2 separate regions of the Arachis hypogaea genome follow, and region 2 is linked to region 1. The links are chromatin contacts, called in public Hi-C maps. All regions are on one chromosome and are shown on one strand. Each heading gives the region's core, a stretch centred on a gene start, on an enhancer-like site or on the middle of the called end of the contact. The rest is flanking DNA. Distances are from core to core; before and after follow the strand shown.

Evidence for each region. Hi-C and Micro-C count contacts between places; a contact is called where the count stands out from the background.
Region 2: a contact with region 1 is called in a Hi-C map of an unstated tissue, with 6 times the contacts expected there. The contact joins the enhancer-like site here to the promoter of LOC112802004 in region 1. A contact is called at or near these places in 4 of 8 Hi-C or Micro-C datasets (leaf and an unstated tissue).

What each region holds. Positions count from the first base shown.
Region 1 is chr5:94,099,845-94,104,052 of arahy.Tifrunner.gnm2.J5K5, forward strand. LOC112802004 (auxin response factor 19) reads right to left here and starts at 1,821. Exons shown (of 15, transcript XM_072237472.1): 1 at 1,165-1,821; 2 at 805-914; 3 at 532-630; 4 at 343-399. The coding sequence starts at 1,216.
Region 2 is chr5:94,147,649-94,151,856 of arahy.Tifrunner.gnm2.J5K5, forward strand. It overlaps LOC112802006 (methyl-CpG-binding domain-containing protein 2), which reads right to left. Exons shown (of 5, transcript XM_025844984.3): 5 at 3,535-4,018. The coding sequence ends at 3,834. Among protein-coding and RNA genes, the nearest start is that of LOC112802006, 5.2 kb to the right of the region's middle. Within about 2 kb of position 2,478, at least 3 of the 3 cell types and tissues checked have open chromatin away from gene starts, as enhancers often do.

The DNA.
Region 1 (4,208 bases), core at 571-3,070:
CCAAAAAAATAAAATAAAATAAAATTTGAAACATGCATATTTATGTTTCAAGTTTTTAAGGTCTTTCTCCTTTGGTTTCCAACACATATCTGCCATGTTTGACACATAGTCCACATTAAATGTGTGAAACTCTCGCAGTTCGAAGCCAAACTGCATTTTTCACCATTTTCCAAGGAATTAGCTCCCTCAGTTAAAAAACCCAATCCCCATTGGTTCAAGCCTTTTCTCTTTACAATCAGACTCCAAATTAATAGAAAACTTCGTATCATATAAATTGATGTTTGGCATATCATATTGTTATAGAATTATAAAGCATTTGAGACATTCCAAAATGATGCTTACAGAAGGCACAGGTTGAAGTGTCATCTGAGCATAAACTTCATCGGTTTCTGGGTCAGCCTGCCAAAAAAAAAAAAAATCCCCAAAAATGAACATACAATCAAAATAAGAGAATTCCAGACCTTCCATATTGATCTTCGGTTCAAAACTAATACAAAAGCCAAACCAAACCAAAAAAGAAAACATCCATACATGCAAAGTAACACTGTGAAGGAGACACAACAACTTGGATGGAAGATTAGGATAGTTAGGAATCTGTCCATCCACATCTTTCTTCAAAGACGCTGCGACCTGAACCAAACCAAAAAAAAAAAAAAAGATTCAAATCAAATAAATAAACAATTAAAGGCTTGCTTTCATTATAGCTTATTCTGGATTCAAAATCCAACTCCATAATCGAAAAGCTTAACAGTTTTTTCTCAGCATGTTAGAGAAGTTGGTTAGGGTAGTTAAGTTAGAGTTGACCTGCTCACTGTGTCCTTGAGGGAAGTAGAAGACGTGTGTTCCCGCCGGCGGAAGGTTCACCAACGGCCCCGCACACGCTTGCCATAGCTCCGGGTTGATGCTCTTCTTCTCTGCACTCGCCACGTGTCCACCATTCAGTTAGTCCAAACAAATTCAAACCAAAAAAAAAAAAAGAAAAAAAAACACACTTTTCTTTTCGCAAAAGCCTTAGAGGAAAATATAAGAACAACATCATTATCGAAATAATATGAAAGAAATAAGACCAAAAATTGAAAGAAAAAAAAAACACTGTGACCGGTTTTTTCGGAGTCCTCAATTTTTTCAGCTGTGATATTTTATAGAGAGAGCGAGAGAGGTGACCTTCGGGGTTAGGTACGGCGACGACGGCGGCAGGTTCAGGCTGCGTCTTCATCGGAGATAGCTTGCCGGCGAGAAGAGTGTGTATGTATTTTATAAGTTATTATTATTATTATTATTCATCTCAGCAGAAGCGTATGCAGAAGAGGAATGTGCAGAAGCTTTTCTCAGATCAGGTAAAATAATAATAAAAAAATTAAATCAAATAAAAATAGAAAATGATTTTTGGTTGAGAGAGAGAGAGAGGTTGCAAAAAAGAGGAAGAAGAGGAGAGTTCTGACTTTAGAGAGAGAGAGAGACGGTTTTGGTGTTTGCTTAGGAGGAGGAGGAGGTGGTGGTGGTGGTGGTGGTGATGGGCGGTGTGTCTGGGTTGTGTTCCCTTTGCCTTGCTACAATGCAGAGACACACATCTGTTTTCTTTCTTATTTTCTTTTTTTCTCTCTCCCTCTCTCTTCTGCAAATGGGACTCACTGAACTAATGGAATAGGTGATTAGACACACACGCCTTGTTGACTTGAGTTGTTTTCCCCTTAAACCAAAAACCCATAATAAAATAATCAGCAGTGCTAGAGGTTAGCACTTTTTTTCAGATTTTGGGTCAATAAACAACCACTATTTAGAAAGGAACGAGTAACAGAGGTGAAATTTTATGATGTGCGTGTATGATATTTGAGAAGGAATAATATTTATTGGCTAAATGATGACTAAGTTTGATTAAAACTGTTAGTTGCTGACACTTTTTGTAAAGAAATGAACCGGTTTTTATTTTTAAATTTTTTAAAAAATTAAAATAAAACTATTTTTTTATAACAATAATAATTAAATTAATTGTTATTAAATTTGGTCAAATTGATTAATTTACATAATTTATTAGATTATAATTTTTTTAACAAAAATTAGAGATATATTTATCTTTTTATCAAAAAATTTAAACATAATTCGATTTAGATTGTGTAAATCGATCGGATCAAACTGGGTTTCATAATTATAATACGGACAATTAAATTTATTATTGTTGCTATAATAAACCGATTTTATTCTGGTTTATTAAAAAATAAATTATTAATCGGTTTAATAAAAAATGTTCAATAATATTATGATACATGTAAACATCTTTAAAAAAAAAGACATTTTCAATGTCTTTATCGAAGTAGTTTCCAAATAATTAATGTATAAATGAGTTAACGAGTTACAATTAATCGTACTAATTTTTTTAATAAACATATCTTTTAAGGAATTTTAGATTTAAAAATAATTTTTTATTCTTTATAAATTATTAAAAATTATTTCTTAAGATAAATTAATTCTTTTGTCACTCTAAAAAAATTTAATATCTCCTATAATAATATGCTTTAGAATTTAATTATTTTATAATAAAATTTATTAAAAATTTATTTATCTAATATACATATTAAAAATTTAATTAAAAGTGGAATAGTAATTAATTTATTTGATAAGAGTAATTTTTAGAAAATTTTAAAGAATAAAAATTTATTAAAGACTAAAATATTTGACATAAAATTCTCTAAATATCAATTTAAATATTTACTATAATTTTTAATAAAAAAATATATATATTATTAAATATAACATGCACTATATAACAACTCCGATAAGCAAGTATATCTAACAATTACTTTTAAAAGAAGAGTAAATTAAAGATGTGCTACATATACCATAAATTAGAGATGTGTCATAGATCGATATAGTCTTTAAAATGATAAGAATATGCTAAGATATTCTTTTATTTCTAAAACAACCGGAATTTAATTTATATGTATATGTATATGTATATTATTAATAAGGTAAAATAAGTTAATATTGCCAAACACTACATTTTAAAAGAAAAGTATTAATTGATAACTCACATAAACCTTCTCGAATTCTTATTAAATTTCAATAGTGTAAAATTATTTGGTTGTCGCACAGAAATATTATTTGCATTAAAATAATTTTTAAATAAATTTATTTGAATTTAATTTTGATAATTAATAGTATAAAAAAATTATATTATCATTCAATTTCGCTAAAGATTTTATAAGTAATAGATTTGAAAAAGAAAGCTTATTTTTGCTAATATGATAATATATAATTTAATCTTTGAATAGTATATATAAAATATTTTCGTTTATATTTGAGTAATGCTACCATGTAGAATATTTTTTTATAAAGAATAAATTTTTTTAAAAAAAATACATAATATTATTTACGACAATATCAAATAAATCTCAGTTAATTCACAAATAAAACTAAATTAGTTCAGATTTTAATAAGTGGTAAAAAAAACTCATTCACCAATAAAAACACATCGAATTTTATTTTTAGATACAAATGAACCTCAAATAAATTAGTAAATAAATTGAAATTATTTAATAATAACACAAAAAATAATCAGAACCAATAAGAATATTAGCAAAATATTAATATTATTGACAATAACAATAACAGAAAAGAAAGATAATGAAAAAGAAAAAAAAAGAAAGAGAAAAAAAAATATGCACACATAAATTTAAAATATTTGGTTGGACTTTGTAAATTTAATACTATGATTTAATTTTAAATTAACACCTTTAATTTGAACACAATGGATATAAAATATTTTGTACATAATTAATACACCAATTAAACATTTCAATGAAATAGCCATATATTATCAAACGTTAGTGCAACTACATATTTCAAATAAAAAAAAAACAATAACAACAATAAAATAACGCATAAAATCATATGGATTAATTATTCAATTTGTCTACTTACGATTGACTATTGTCAAAAATGATTTGTGATTTGAGAATCAATAATGTTCCACGTTCGAGTTATATTAGCAATTAAATTCAACCAAATCATTTATATACATATGCGCACGTTTTTTTTTTCGCGTTTCTATTACCTCTTTTTCTTTTAAATTCGTGCACGCAAGTTTTTCTTTTCATCTTCTCTCCTCCTTTTTTTTCTCCTTCTCATTTTCCTTCTTCTTCTCCTTTTCCTTTTATGATATTGCGTCTTTTTCTTTTTCTTTTTCTTTTTTATTATCTTTCTCTTTCGTT
Region 2 (4,208 bases), core at 1,228-3,727, 48 kb after region 1:
AGATTAAAAGAATTTTCTTACATGCATGTATAAAGTGACATGTTTAATTAATACAGCATTATTTGTTATTTTTTGGGGAAAAAAATTCTTGATGCTAACTTATTTCTTGTTAACAACTAAGAGTTTAAAATTTAAGTTAGACTCACTCCATTTTAATATAAAGTATAATATTTATTAAGTTTAAGAAATTTGAATATTAAATAATATATAAAAAAATGTGTTATCTAAGCTTAAAAGCATTGATGTCTTCTATTCATATATAATATAACATAAAATCTCTGAAATATTGAATTAGTTAATAAGTTTTACTTAAAAATTTGTTATTAATTAATAAATTATTGCATACATGAGGCGAAAAGAAAGAGAGAGTGGGAAAAAAAAAAGGAAAACATCAATATTTATTAAAAAATGTAAATTCCTAACTTTCTGCTAGGCCAAAAATTGATCATTTATTTACACCAACCACACGGTCTATGTATTCTTAACCAAGGCATCACGATTCTTGAAACCAATTAAGAATAGAATGCTTTATTAGCTACTTTCATATTTTGAGGGAAAAGAGAATGAGAATCTTATGCCATTCAAATGAGACAAAGTGATAATGGTAAGTCCACATTATTTGTTGGGTATTAAGTATAATCATTATAAGGTGCTTATTCTAATACATATTAATAATTAATAAAAATAATTAAAAAATAAATGTCATATTTTATAAAAAAATTATATTTATTCTATATGTTATATGTTTTTTATTTTATATTTAAGTGTGAATCTTAAGGTAGTGTTTATTTTAATGTATTGAAACAGAGACTGATATATTGAAATTTAATATCATATTTATTGATTCAAAAATTATTACTAAAATTCTAATGTCTGTTTTTTAAAATTTTAGTATTTCAGTATCTTCAAAAAATAAAGATATAAAAAACTAAAATTTTTAGAAATAAAAATTAAAACTTTAATAATATTTTATATCTAAAATACTTTCATTTTAATTAATTAATTTTAATTTTATTTTTTATATAAATTAAATTAAAATTTTATTTTTATTTCAATTTTTATATTTTATTTTACATCCAACACAATATTAAAATTTATTTCAGTTTCTATTTTTCATGTCTCAGTTTTTCGATCTTAATCTCTTTCTCTTCCTATCTACCTAATATAATACTATGGTGGAATATTAGAGCAGCTAAATAAGAATATGATATATATTTATAAGCCTGTCAATCAAAATGCACTATCAAGAAGCAATGACGATAAGATAGAAGATAAAAACAAGTGAGCTTCAAAACCAAGCATGGATGTGGATGAATTGGTGGGTGGTAAAGGTGTCATCAAACCGACAAGACCATAAAGACCCACATAATCTACATTAGAAACTTTTAGTGAAAAAAAAAATAATAATATCATAAAATATTATGAGTTCAATACCAATTAATTTACTAATATTAGAGTATATTCAAAACTTATTATAGTATTTATAGAATTAATATTTAGTTAAAATGTGTCTTAAGATGACGTATGATTAGAAGAATATTTTAATTACATTCTTAAACATTCAAAAACTTTAATTGGAATGATTTTCATTTTACAGTATAAAATTTTTAGAAATTTTAAAACTTTTCTTGAATCACCTCTTAAAAATAAATATTGAGGTTATCAATAAAAAATAATTTTATAAAAAATATACAAAGTTCAAATTTTTAATATATTTATTTTATATTTATTAAAATAAAAAATAAAAATTTTATTTATAATAATCTTAATATGTATTCTCAAAACTCATCATGTTAGTTAAATCTTTATTTTTATATATATTACTAATTATATACAATACCGATCAATCTACTAAAGTATATGGAGTTTTTATTTTACTTACCAATTGTAAATTGACAAAAAAGATAATTATTTGAAATAAGAATTTAATATATTTAAAATTGGATAACATATTATATATAAATGATTGTTTGGTTTCTTCCAAATTAAAGTCTTTATTGAAAGATCCTCTCTAGAATATGCAAACGACATATCCTATAGGGAGGAAGATAAGCCAAAGGAGGCATTAAATACAAGGCACATGGTGTGTTATGAGTATGACAATGGAGTTTGTTGGTTTTGGAACCCACAACCACAAAGACAGGCTATAGTCATCACCATGAACAAGTTATTATGGAAGACTAGATTAGAGTTTAGACTATTCCAAAGTTTCCAATTATTGATAAAGAAAGTGACACCAAAAAATTAAGGTTTAGTTGATAGTTTGATACAAAATAATGTTGTTCCTCATCCGTGCACCTGCCATCCAATGCTAGTAAATGTAAGCGAACCACTCTTTTATTTTTTTTGGTAATTGTAAGCGAACCACTTTGCCAAACAAACTTAGCTACAAAATCTTGGGCCTTGTTAGCCCAAATTATTAGGGCTATTAGGGCCCAATGTGGTTCTTTTGTTTGTTATAATTATTTATCTATGGATGACCCAATTACATTAAACTAGTGGTCTACAGACCATGTCCTTGACCAATAAAGACAAAAGAGAGACCCAAATCTATGTGTGTTTGAACTTTTGTGAAGATCCAGACCAAAAAGAGTAAACTCAAGTACAAAAACAAAAAAAGATATTGGGTGATAATTGGCCAAAAAGAAAATAGTTACTTCATATATATTATCATTATATATAAGAACAATCATATTAGTTATACACAAAAAATCACTTACAAAATTAGTTACTAATATAAAATATATATTAAAATATAAAATATGATTAAAAATAAACTAAACAAAAACATATATTTATACACATACATAATGATTGATTTTTGGTGTATACATGGTATTTTTGAATTTAAAAAGTATTATAATTAGTTGGAATTATTGTTAATTGTTTAACCAACAATAAGAGTTTTGTTTTATTGTGTTTAACTTCAAAATTTTAAGCAATTAGAGATGTGTTTATTTTTGTACCTTTTCTTATTAGAATATTTATGCAATTATACGAATCTTATTATAATATTTATACAATTATACGAATAGAACAATAGATGTTAATAATGAAATCTTTTAAAAATGAATAGCAATAGAAAAGTTCAATCTCTTACTATTATTTACTCTTAAACCACCTATTCAAATGTTCAATAATACACAAATCGAAGGGTTCGAGTACAGAAATCGAACGGTCTGATTTGTGTACTTCAATTTTTTTTATTTTTTAAATACAAATCGGACGGTCCGAATACAAAAATCGGACGGTACCTCTTAAAAATCGGACGGTACGATTTCTACTCCATAAATTAAATCATTCCACATTTTAAAAAAATACTACCATAGATCACAATTTAAAAAAACACCATTGTTAATCTAGTATTAAAAATAAAAATGTGTGTGGGGTAAGCACTCAGTTTCAAAAGATCAACTATCGAAGACAGTGCAGAAACTCAACTTGTACAAATGTAAAATGCAGTTCTAGGAATACCAAGATATTGATCTCATCAATAACTCCATATTTGGGGCAAAATCAGGCAAGAACGCAACATGCAAATCGACTAGTTCTTCAATTGAGACTGGTAAATCACAGTACCATCTTCTGTACATTGTTTTATGGGCTCAGATTACACTTTGAAAGGTTATACAACTTTCATCTTCTGTAGCAGTTCATTTTCGACAACATCATTTCCTGTTCTAAACAAAAAACTGAAAACCTATTTCCCTAATAACCAGAAAATTTTACAGTAAGTTGCAATCTGTCCACCCAAAAAAGAAGCGAAAAAAGGAGGCTATCATCCATCCAAACAATACGCAGAGATTTGGATCAGCAGCCTTAAGTTTCCACCATTAACTTCTGAGTTGAAAATCTTCATTAGCGTCAGGCACATCCTTTTGGAGTGAACTCTCAGTCGCTCGCTTCTTTGTTGGTGGATTGAGAGGGTAATCATCATCCAGTACAGCAGCAAAAGGGACAGGTTTTTCTTCATGCAACTTTGCAGTGTCTTCTGGTGCGGCCCATGCTAGTGGACTCACTGCAAAATATCAGCGTCAGCATAACAATAGCTGTAAGCATGTAACAACAACCAAGTCTCATCCATTTGAGTAACGTAAGTTAGGATACACGAAGCAAATGACACCGGTGTTCTAACGTAAACAATCTCTGTTGTTAGTAAATCGTTAAAATCTAGATGCTTTTGCTGCAAGGATTCTAAACAAATACTT